2 separate regions of the Mus musculus genome follow, and region 2 is linked to region 1. Evidence: chromatin contacts called from public promoter capture Hi-C data. All regions are on one chromosome and are shown on one strand. The core of a region is the stretch at or near the end of the contact, and the rest is flanking DNA. Distances in the headings are between cores, read along the strand shown.

The links. Promoter capture Hi-C pulls out the DNA fragments that hold promoters and counts their contacts.
Region 2: a promoter capture Hi-C map of 3T3-L1-derived adipocytes shows a contact between it and region 1, with 2.6 times the contacts expected there. The contact joins the enhancer-like site here to the promoter of Tenm4 in region 1. A contact is called at or near these places in 1 of 39 promoter capture datasets (3T3-L1-derived adipocytes), 6 of 484 Hi-C or Micro-C datasets (the N1E-115 cell line, brown adipocytes, embryonic stem cells and 1 more), 4 of 115 datasets of contacts at active chromatin or transcription factors (embryonic fibroblasts and embryonic stem cells) and 3 of 9 other capture datasets (adipose tissue, liver and pancreatic islet).

Annotation. Positions count from the first base shown.
Region 1 is chr7:96,168,519-96,173,421 of GRCm38.p6, forward strand. Tenm4 (teneurin transmembrane protein 4) reads left to right here and starts at 2,726. Exons shown (of 33, transcript NM_001310762.1): 1 at 2,726-2,975.
Region 2 is chr7:96,226,267-96,231,169 of GRCm38.p6, forward strand. The region is part of intron 1 of Tenm4 (teneurin transmembrane protein 4); the gene reads left to right. Among named protein-coding and RNA genes, the nearest start is that of Mir708, 21 kb to the right of the region's middle. Within about 2 kb of position 2,490, at least 26 of the 459 cell types and tissues checked have an H3K27ac peak or open chromatin away from gene starts, as enhancers often do. A contact at or near this core is called in 3T3-L1-derived adipocytes, adipose tissue and brown adipocytes, where this site is marked.

The DNA of each region.
Region 1 (4,903 bases), core at 1,476-3,975:
TTATATGAGTGCCGGGATCTGAATTCTGCTCCTAAGGCTTGCAAGGCGTGTACTTTACCAACAGTTATTTCCCCAGGCCCCACAGTTTTACATATTCTTTTGAAGACTTGCTGTACTTCTGTTCACATTTCCAGTTAGAGTCTCAAAAGCCAGCAACAGCTTAGGACAATGACCCTTCATACATCTCCCAATGAATAGACCTTTAAAAAAAAATCACCACAGACAATGGATAAACTTCATGAGCCTGTGTATGCTGACAGATCAAAGCAGAGGTTCCGGACTCACACAAGCCTACAATCAAACTCAGTGCCTACCATTTATTAATTGCATGATCTTGGACAAGCTTCGGAGCCCCTCAGTTTCCTGGTTAATAATGGCATCTGGCTCAAGAGGCCACTGCCAGAAACAAGTGAGAAGGCATGCACGCCACATCTCTGCATGGCCTGCGAGGGAGCACAGACTGCTTACAATATGGGGCTCCCTCCTCTCTCAGACCATACACCTGCCAGTCAGAACCCTGCCCCTCCCCCTGCCACTCCCTCCCAAAGGGGCTGCCAAGCCCAGATCTTGCTCAGTTCCTAATACAATCCACCCTCCCCTTTCACCCAGTGCAGAGGGTTTGTGCAAATCCTATGGTAATTGATTTCTTTGGCTGATTCACTTGGCAGATTTTTACATCTGAAAGACTATTTGACAGTCTCCCTGGGCATTTCTCCAGCCCCCCCCCCCAGGGGCTAGAAACCTTTGGGAGACTAACTTCTGGCTCCTCTGGTCCCTGGGGGTCCCTGGGGCAACTCCCGGGGAGCAGCACCTTTGCCTCTCTCCCTACCTTTTTCAGAGAAGGAAAGGGAAATTTGCTGACAGGGGTTTAGGAAAGAAATCTGAAGAGGAAGGAGGGAGAAGACAAACATTTACAGAGCACTGCTTTTAGTCTTGCCAGACTTTTGACATCAGTGACCCCATTTAGTCTCCCCAGCCACTCAGAGGAAAGAGTGGGCAGATTTCCTCCTATTTTATTTTATTTTATTTTATTTTATATCTTTTCAATTGAGACAAGGTCTCATATTCCCCTGGCAGGACTCAAACCCATACCCAAGGACAACCTCCAACTTCAGAGTTCTACAGATCTTATGGGCATGAGCTACCACTACCCATTTCTGTGAGTCAGAGCTTTGTGTGTGCTAGATAAACACACTACCACCTGAGCCACAGCCTCAGGCCAATTCATGCCCATTCTACAGATGAGACAGATTCAGAGAGGGTGGTTAACTAGTGAAAAGCCACACTGGCTGAACTACACTAGATTCAAGGCTGATGCTCTATAAGATTAAACCCAAGTTCAACACTCTTTCCCTGGGAGACAGGGGAAGTCCCTCAGATCTCCATACAAATTTTTCTCACATCCTCTTTGATCCTGGAATCCCTCATCTTCCTCCTTGTGTTGAAGTCTAGTTCCTTGTAGCTGTGTCTACTGTCATCCACTCTCTGTTCAGGGGTTCACTCTTTTGCTATCGTTGATTTTTGAAATCATATTTTAATTGCAATTATAATTCCCTTTTCCATTTCCTCCTTCCACACCCCCTCCCCCTCATATAACTGTCCCTGCTCTGGCTCAAATTCATGGCCTCCTTTTCATTCATTGTTATTGCATATATATCCCTAATATGTTTTCAGGACTACCAACTGGTATGCTGTCATTCTTTTTTCTCAGCATATCATAGGACTTAGGATGTATCTTCAGAAGATGAAGAATTGCAGGAACTTGTGCATAAATAGATGAACATTTACATCTCAGACAACAAATCTATGAATCAGTGAATTTAAAATGATTTATGGGATGTTTGGATGGATGGATTGATGCATGGGTGAATATGGGAAATAAAAGTAAATGCTTCATACATGAAAAAAATGAATGTGTGCATGTTTGGCAAGTCTATAGATTACATGAAATGACAAATAGGTGAATAAATGAATCTTGACAAATAATAATACAATTGAACGTGTCAGTCAGTGAGTGAATAAAAATGTATGTGAATACCAAATGGGAGGATGAATATGTAAGGGAACATAAATTAATAAATAAATTAATAAATAAAGCAATTAGTGCAAGGATGAATGGTGAGTACAGAACAGACTGATAAATTCACACATGCAGGAATGAAGGAATGAATGAATGAATGAATGAATGAGGGAAGGAGCCAACAGATTGGGGGCATGGATGCCTTCCCTATTTTCCAAGGACAGTCCCACCCACAGTGCCCTGTGATGAGAAAGCCTGAGGTACTCGGACCAATGAGTTTCCAGGAATCAGCTTTAAAGTTGTAGTTTCAAATCTGGGGTTGAGTCCCACCTGCACACAAAGGATGCATCTGGCAGGAGTCTCCTACAGTCAAGACAGTGGAAACCAGGGGCATATGACCAGGAACGCTGTGCCCAGTGTCTCAGTTCCCAGTCTCAGCACTCTGCTCCATCCACGTCCTGGAGCCCAAGCAGGCACCCACAGGCAAGGAAATTAATTCTTTCCATCCAAGAACAGCCTCTTGTAATGAAGAGGCTGCTGCAATATCTTTGCAACAAGCAGCAACCCACATGTTTGATTACAACAGGTTGAGCCATTCCACGCTCCCCAGTGCCAGGGCTCAGGGAAAAAGAAACGAAAACACCAGCACAAAACATGAAGCAAGCACACACGCTCCCTGACAACCAGCATCGGGTGGGGATGGGAAGAGCCCCGAATCTGGACTCCTCCACTTGACACCGGGCCACTAAGAGACATTCTTTCTCTGTGCTTCCTTTTCTCTTCCTCAGACTCTGAACTTCAGCAGTTTTGAATGACTGACGCGTCCCTACTCACCCCTGGGACGTAATTCCTGCAGGATTGTGGCAAACTAGTATTTCAGGTTCCCTTGGCAACCCCGGTGCCCTGTCTCCTGAGAACTGTGCATCCCCAGGACCTGAGAAGACCTGACTTCTGGGTAAGAATCTATACTTTTCTGTTTCTCTGCTGTTCCCGCCCCCTGCAGCAACCTGGCTGCGTCTTGGATGGGGAGGGGCTGGCTGGGGAAAAGGATATGGTTGAAGTTAGAAACCACAAAGTGGAAGGAGGAAGACCCTATGTGTTTCAGTCCCTGGGTGAGAGGGCACGGGCACGGCATGTAGATTCCTGGAATGAAAAACTGCTTGCTTCCAGTCTTCAATCTTGTCATTGCTTGTTCTATGATGCAACTTTTGAGTAATCGCTGCCACCTAGGACTGGGTGCCCATTTAGCCTCGGGCGTTTGTCAGTCATTGAATTAATCACTCTACTTTGACACATGCAGGAAGGCGTTACTCTCCCTCATAGCTGTGGGGAGCAGGTAGGGGATCCTGAGCAGGCCCTGCAGTGGCAGAGTTGGGGGGCAGAGCTGTGTGGATGTGTGGCGACTTCCTTCACTGTGTGCAGAGTAAGCACTCTTCCCAGGCATCAGGAAGTCTATAAAGCCGGCCACCAAGCATCAAAAGGTTTTGCTTTGTTTGGGGAGGGGGTGGAAGAGGCAGAACCTTGGCCTTGATGACTAACTCTAAACAGCAGCCTCTGAGAAAGACAGTGATGTGCAAATTACTGATTTTTATTGGACACTTTGGGGAATATAGCTGTTTGTCAGGAAATGAAAGAGAATGTTTGTGCTTATAAAATTATATGGAAAATCAATGTGGTGTTAAGTATATTTCTCAGTTGTTTGAGTCAAGGACTGTTCTCTCGCCAATTCTAGCAAACTCCAAGGGGATGGCAAGGTCCCAAAGTGCAGCCATGGGACTGGATGGAAAGGTCAAACCTCTGTTTCCTACCGCCCTCCATCTTCCTGGTGTGTGTCTAGTGACAGAAAGGGACAGGGTGGTGAAGGCTGGGCTGAGTGGCCAGCACTGCATCTCAGCAGCTGCACTTAGCTGCACATGGGAGTCTTGATGCTCCAGTCTCTTCTGAGTTCTTTTGCTCCACTTTAATTTATGGATCTCTGTAATATCAAGCTTCTGTTACAGATGGGGGTGACCCCGGGGGAAGCATGTAGCAGGAAAGGAGACTAAAGTTATCCAAAACTTGAGTGAAACTGGAGTCTGCATAACTTCCAGGTTTCAGGAGCCACCTCCCATGGGTAGAAGTGTATTATGGGACACTAGTATTACCCAGTTTGACACAGGAATAAAGTGAGGGTGTAGGAATAGACAGGTCTTTTGCCCTCTTCGTAGGTACTTGACGTTGCTTTATGACTGAGAATCTTTGACTGACTGGGGATGATGCCAAAGAAACTGGACAGAGAGCTCTCAGAAGGTCAGAGTTTGAAACCTCACAAGCTACCAACAAGAGTTCTACCTGTGACTACAAGTCTTGTAGTTAGAAACCACACTAGATAAAAATATAAATATTTTCAAGATATTTAATTGAGACTCACACCTTCATTTCTAACCCATATGCCACCTCCCTGGGCTTGCGTGCCTTTGTGTGGATACTCTGTGTGCAATTAGAAGGCTCTTAGTTTGTTTCAAGCTAGCCTTATTCCCTTTATACCATTAGGACCCACTTGAGTCTGTTGTGATCCTCCTGACTCAGCTTCTTGAGGACAAGGATAACAGGTATATTTCACCATGCTCAGCCAAAGAAACTTCTTTTCTTTTTTTAAATTAATGTTATTATTTGCACTGCCCCATGTGCCACTGCACACATGTGATGTTACAGTACAGAGGCTACACTGATCAGTGAAGATAAACAGCTGACTAGATGAACTGTAAAGTTTTATTTTCTCTTACACATATGCATTTAGTGGGGTGAGAGTGCTGAGCCATGGCACTCCCGTGGAGGTCTGAGAATAACTTATCAGTATTTGGCTCTCCCCTTCCACCATGTAGGTCCAGGAGATGAAATGTC
Region 2 (4,903 bases), core at 1,240-3,739, 58 kb after region 1:
TCATCAGGCCCATTCTTGCTTCAAGGCTGTCCCTCTGCCTGGGATGCTTTCCCCTTTATATCCCCATGGGTAACTGCCCACTTCCCCGTCTCTGCTCTAATAGCGTCTTCTTGCCAAGCCTTAGTCTGACAATCCTGTTGCAATAAGAACCCTGCATCCATGCCTGCTCTACTGTTCCATGACTCCCTAACCCTTCTGTATGTTTTCTTCTTTCCACCATGTTAAATGTTATGCTCTAGTATTCTTAACAAGATCACCCTAGCTGCTATAAGAATAATCTGAAAGAAGGGGGTGGGTCAAGGGCAGAGCATGCTATGTAATTTACTTATTTCTTACCCTTATTGGCTGAAAATGAATAAAGACTTCCCATATAGGCACAGGCAGAGACTGTTTATTCAGAGTTTGTTATAACAACGGAGTCAGCCACCATCAGTTGCCTTTGTCAGGGCCTCAAAGGCAGGCAGGGGAGTAGGCAGCCTCACAGTGAGAGTAGGGAAGGCTTCGGGCTTCTCTGATTGGAGGCTGCTGTAAACTAGAAGCCAGCATCCTTCAAGACTCGAGTAGAAAGCAGACTTTACTTTGTTTAATTTCAAGCTCGGGTAATAGGGAGGGAAGCTGAAGGGTCAGGGTTGTTGGTCAATCTGGCCAATGGTTTTTGTATCTGATCTGGCTGTTCCTCGTTCTGTTCAGCTCATTCTCTTGTGGATACTATTAAGTCTCCATGGAGGTAGAGATTAATCTAGATTAATCCTCACAACAAACCCAGTTAGGTCTTTTTAAAATTGTATTTTCATTTATTTATTATGTGTGTATATATATTTATATATATATAGTGGGTAGGTGTGTGTGTTCCTCCACACAGAGGACAGTCTTTGTGAGCCAGGTCTCTCTATATATCACGTAGGTCTCAATGATCAAACTCAGGTCATGAGACTTAGCAGCCAGTGCCTTTTCCTGCTGAGCCACCTCAATGGCCATCAATTTAATAGAAGATCCTGTAGGCTCAGCAGGGACAGCACAATGTCTATAGCAGCAACCCTGCTTCCCACAGTGAAGTCTTCCTGTTCCTTATTTCCAAAGGTAGTTCAGAGAGGTCAGACATCTTGCCCCCAAAGTCCTGACCCATACTTAGCCAGAGAACTAGGTCCATAAATAAATCTACTTGGCCCTAAAGCAAAATGCCCCTCACCCCCCCCCCCCCGAAATGGAGGGGGCAGGGAACTTGCCCAATGGCAGAAGCAAGGTTCCTCTCATCTCCAGAGGTCACTAAACTTTCAGGCAAAGCTTTGAGTAGGCTCCTACCTTCATTGCTGAAGCAAAACTTATTTTCAAAATTAATTTGTGCTCTTGGAAGGCCCCTTTAAAACACTTTTTTAAGATTCCAAATACGTGTGTGTGTGTGTGTGTGTGTGTGTGTGTGTGTGTGTGTGTGTGTGTAGTATGGGAAAGTTCATAACAGACTTGAGTTTGGGTGATAGCCCCATAGCATCAAAATAGGCGTGTGTGTACATGTGTGCATACACACGTGCATATTCAGGCCTGCCTCTAATTTCCAGAACATCCTTGGAATTCTTCAAATTTAAAGCATTGCCATGGTAACTCTCACAGTTGTCATTCCTTGATCTATTGTTCTCACCCCATCTCAGTTTTCCATCTCTCTAATCATTACGAAATGAAGTTCATTTGTTCAGAAACGGACTCCAGAGACAAGCCAGCAGGTGTCACAAGGCTCATATCAGAGTCAGGGACTGAAAGGCAGGTCCTCTGCTGCAGACTCTGCTAATGAAGATAGTTAGGCCTTGTGTGTGCTGAGCCACAGCACTGCACCCAGTGTGGCAGCTCTGCCAGCAGCACTTATTATGCTCCATTGTCTGCTGAATGGAGCCAAGTTTGATTACAGGCCTGCCTGGCTTTCTCTTCACTACTTCCACTACTCCAGATCTCAGCAGCACATAGTCAGGACTTTAGGGATAACTTCTCATGGGATCATCCTCAGTTTTTCCTCTGGAGCTTCAGATGCCAAGGGAAGCTAGGCTGGATGGATATCTGCCTTCAGTTCAGTTGCTAGGGCCTTGTTCACTAAGTATCAAACGACAGTGGCAGGAATGAGTTTCACGTCCCTGGAGGAGAGCAAGGAGGGCCAGACTCCTGATGACAAACTTCTTGTAGAGGTTAGAAAATTATGTTCAATGTTCTTTTCCAAGATCCAGGGAGAGAGGAGGGTGGGCTTCTTTTGGTGGGGTCCCTCAGCAGGGAACCTGGGCACCATCCTACAATATGACTACTTAAGCAATAAGAGCTTGCTGAGTGAGCTCTGCCTTGGACTATATGTGCTGTGAGGCAAAAGGAGTAGGCGTGTCTGCTCAGAATTTGGGGTTCTTAGGATGCAAGGAAGTATTTCAAAATACCCAAGTTTGAGTCAGGCTGACCTCTGTTTAAGTGCTGGCTCAGCCCTCTCTGCCTGAAGTTTTCTTAACTTTGGCACCCTTGGCTGGGTAATTCTTGCTTGCACTAGTCTGTCTTAATGCATCGTAAGATAATTGATGGTGTCTCTGGATCACTAGATGCTGGTGCCTTCTCCACCACTTGTAACAGGCAACATTTTCCTAAGGCATTGTTAAATGTCATCTAGGAGGAGAATACAAGATTCTCCCAGGTTGAGAACCACTGTGCTGTCTTGCATGATCTTGGCCAGTAACTAGAGCTCTTCTATTTGGTGTTTTCCTCTTCACTATGTGGTAAGGAGACCAGCTCAAGGACTAACTGAGAGAATGCCAATTGAGCTTCTAGCATAGAGCCTGGCTCAGGGCAGATGCACTTGGGAAAGAGCTCTCATTCCCACGGTGCCTGGCAGAGGCAGGGGAGGCTTCTAGAAGAAAGAAGTGCTTGTGGTCAGACTGGAAGGATGAGATAGTATGCCTTCCGTAAAGACGTGAACTGCTGTGGTCAGGGTTATACGTGCTCTCTCTCTCTCTCTCTCTCTCTCTCTCTCTCTCTCTCTCTCCCTCCCTCCCTCCCTCCCCCCTCCCTCCCCCCTCCCTCCCTCTCCTCACCCCCACCCCTCACCCCCACAAGCATACTCTTCTCACTTGTTCAGCACCATTTCTTCCCTCCTATGAAGTAGGCCTGGTAGCCCCCTGGCTTCCAGAAGAGGTACATTTGATTCTGGCCTCCATTTAATGCCCCCAGGACCTTCTGCTCCATATGCACATGGCCTTGCCCCGTGTGCCTATGCAGGCCCAGAGAAGAGGCTGTTTCTACCATCTTGTTAAGCATAAATTGGAGATTTCTTTCTGTGTCACTCCTCTGCTAGAGAAAATGCCCCAAGTAAGCTTTCAGATTGGGTCTGGATGAAACAGACAGAGGCTAAGATGGTGGCTGAATATTTCATGGAGACCCTTTCAAACCATACACTCACCTCTCAAGGAGAGTGTTGGGAAGAGAATGTGGAGTAGGAGTCTGTCTCAGCTCAGGCGCCACCTACGAGATGGAACTTTGTGGGGTAAGTCTTTTCATTTCCCAAACCTCAGCTTCCCTACCTATAAAAACAAGGAGTCTTATATCGGCTGTCGGGGTGGTTGGAAGGTTCTAGTGGGTGATACAGAGGACCTGGTGGAGTCCTGAGGACTTAGTCTAACTGGTTGGAACTGCCTTTTCATTTCTAGAATTTGTGGTTTGAGGGACAGCACTAGCCTTGTGAATGACATAGACCAAGGACATGAGACTCCTTGAGGGACTGGGTTTAGAGCGGCCTTCCCAGTCTTCTCCTTTGAATTTGCACTTTGGGGTTAGGGCTGGAATTTTTGGAGGGTTTAGCAGAAGACCAGATGTAGAGAAAGCTTTTCCCGTGTTTCCAGCAGCCCAGCTGAGCAGACGTTGGATTTAAAAATAAGCCAGCCTATCAGGAGGCAGTTTTAAAATATAGCTGTGACAAGCAAATGCCTGCCCTGTGATTGCACAAAAATTAGTCATTAGAAAGGTCAAATGAAGCCTAGGCAGCTCCAGAGTCCCAGCCCCCACCCCAGGCCAAGCTCCAGCCCAGCCCAGCCCCTCACTCCTCCTGTTTCTACCAAGGAGCTGAGGCTGTTGTAATAAAAACACGAAGAGTATGGTGTTTTGTAACTATTTTTATACCGACATCAGACTTGATGTTAGTGCTTCTGAATTATTTAGCATTTTTCTTTCTCAGCTGGCCTCTGCAGCGAATTTCTCTTCCAGGGCGGAGGGAGTTGTTTTATAGGAAACCAAGGAAGCAGACAGACATTGACTGCAGGCCCTCTGCTTTCCCATTGGGAGAAAGACAGGATCAGGTATCCTGTTATGGACCAGTGGCCTCCTATTAAAGGGAGGTGGCTGCTACTTGTCTCCATTTTCCAGAGAGGTTGTGTAGCTTGTGTGAGCGAGCCCAGCAAGAAGGGTTGGGGGTTGAGGTCTTGCAGATTCCTGGGTGTTTCTGACTGCAGAGCCTGTGTTGTTTTTGTTGGAAGAGCCTGCGTACACCCTGCTTTACGCTATCATAAGTACATGGAGGCTCACATCACCTGGTGGCTTACAGGGTGCCAGGTCAAATCACCCCCTGAGAGTGTGGAGGTGAACAGAGGTGAGATCAGCCTCAGAAGGCTGACAAGGAGGAAGAGGAGTGGCCTCGTGGTTCCTGTGTATTGTTGTCACCGTCTCCGGGAGATTGCTGGTGGCTGTAGTGGGAGGCTGGTTAGGTACATTCTGCAGTTCTCTAGGGCATTTTAACTTGAGTCTGTCTGCTCTGTGGGCGTGTACAGAGCAGGTAGAGCCCCTCCCTCACCGTCTGCATCTTGGGCCTCTTTGAAGAGGGTGGTGATTGGCAGCTTCAAACCACCCCTAACAACGAGAAGCGAGGAGGAGCTGGGCTCTTATCTGCTGCTTC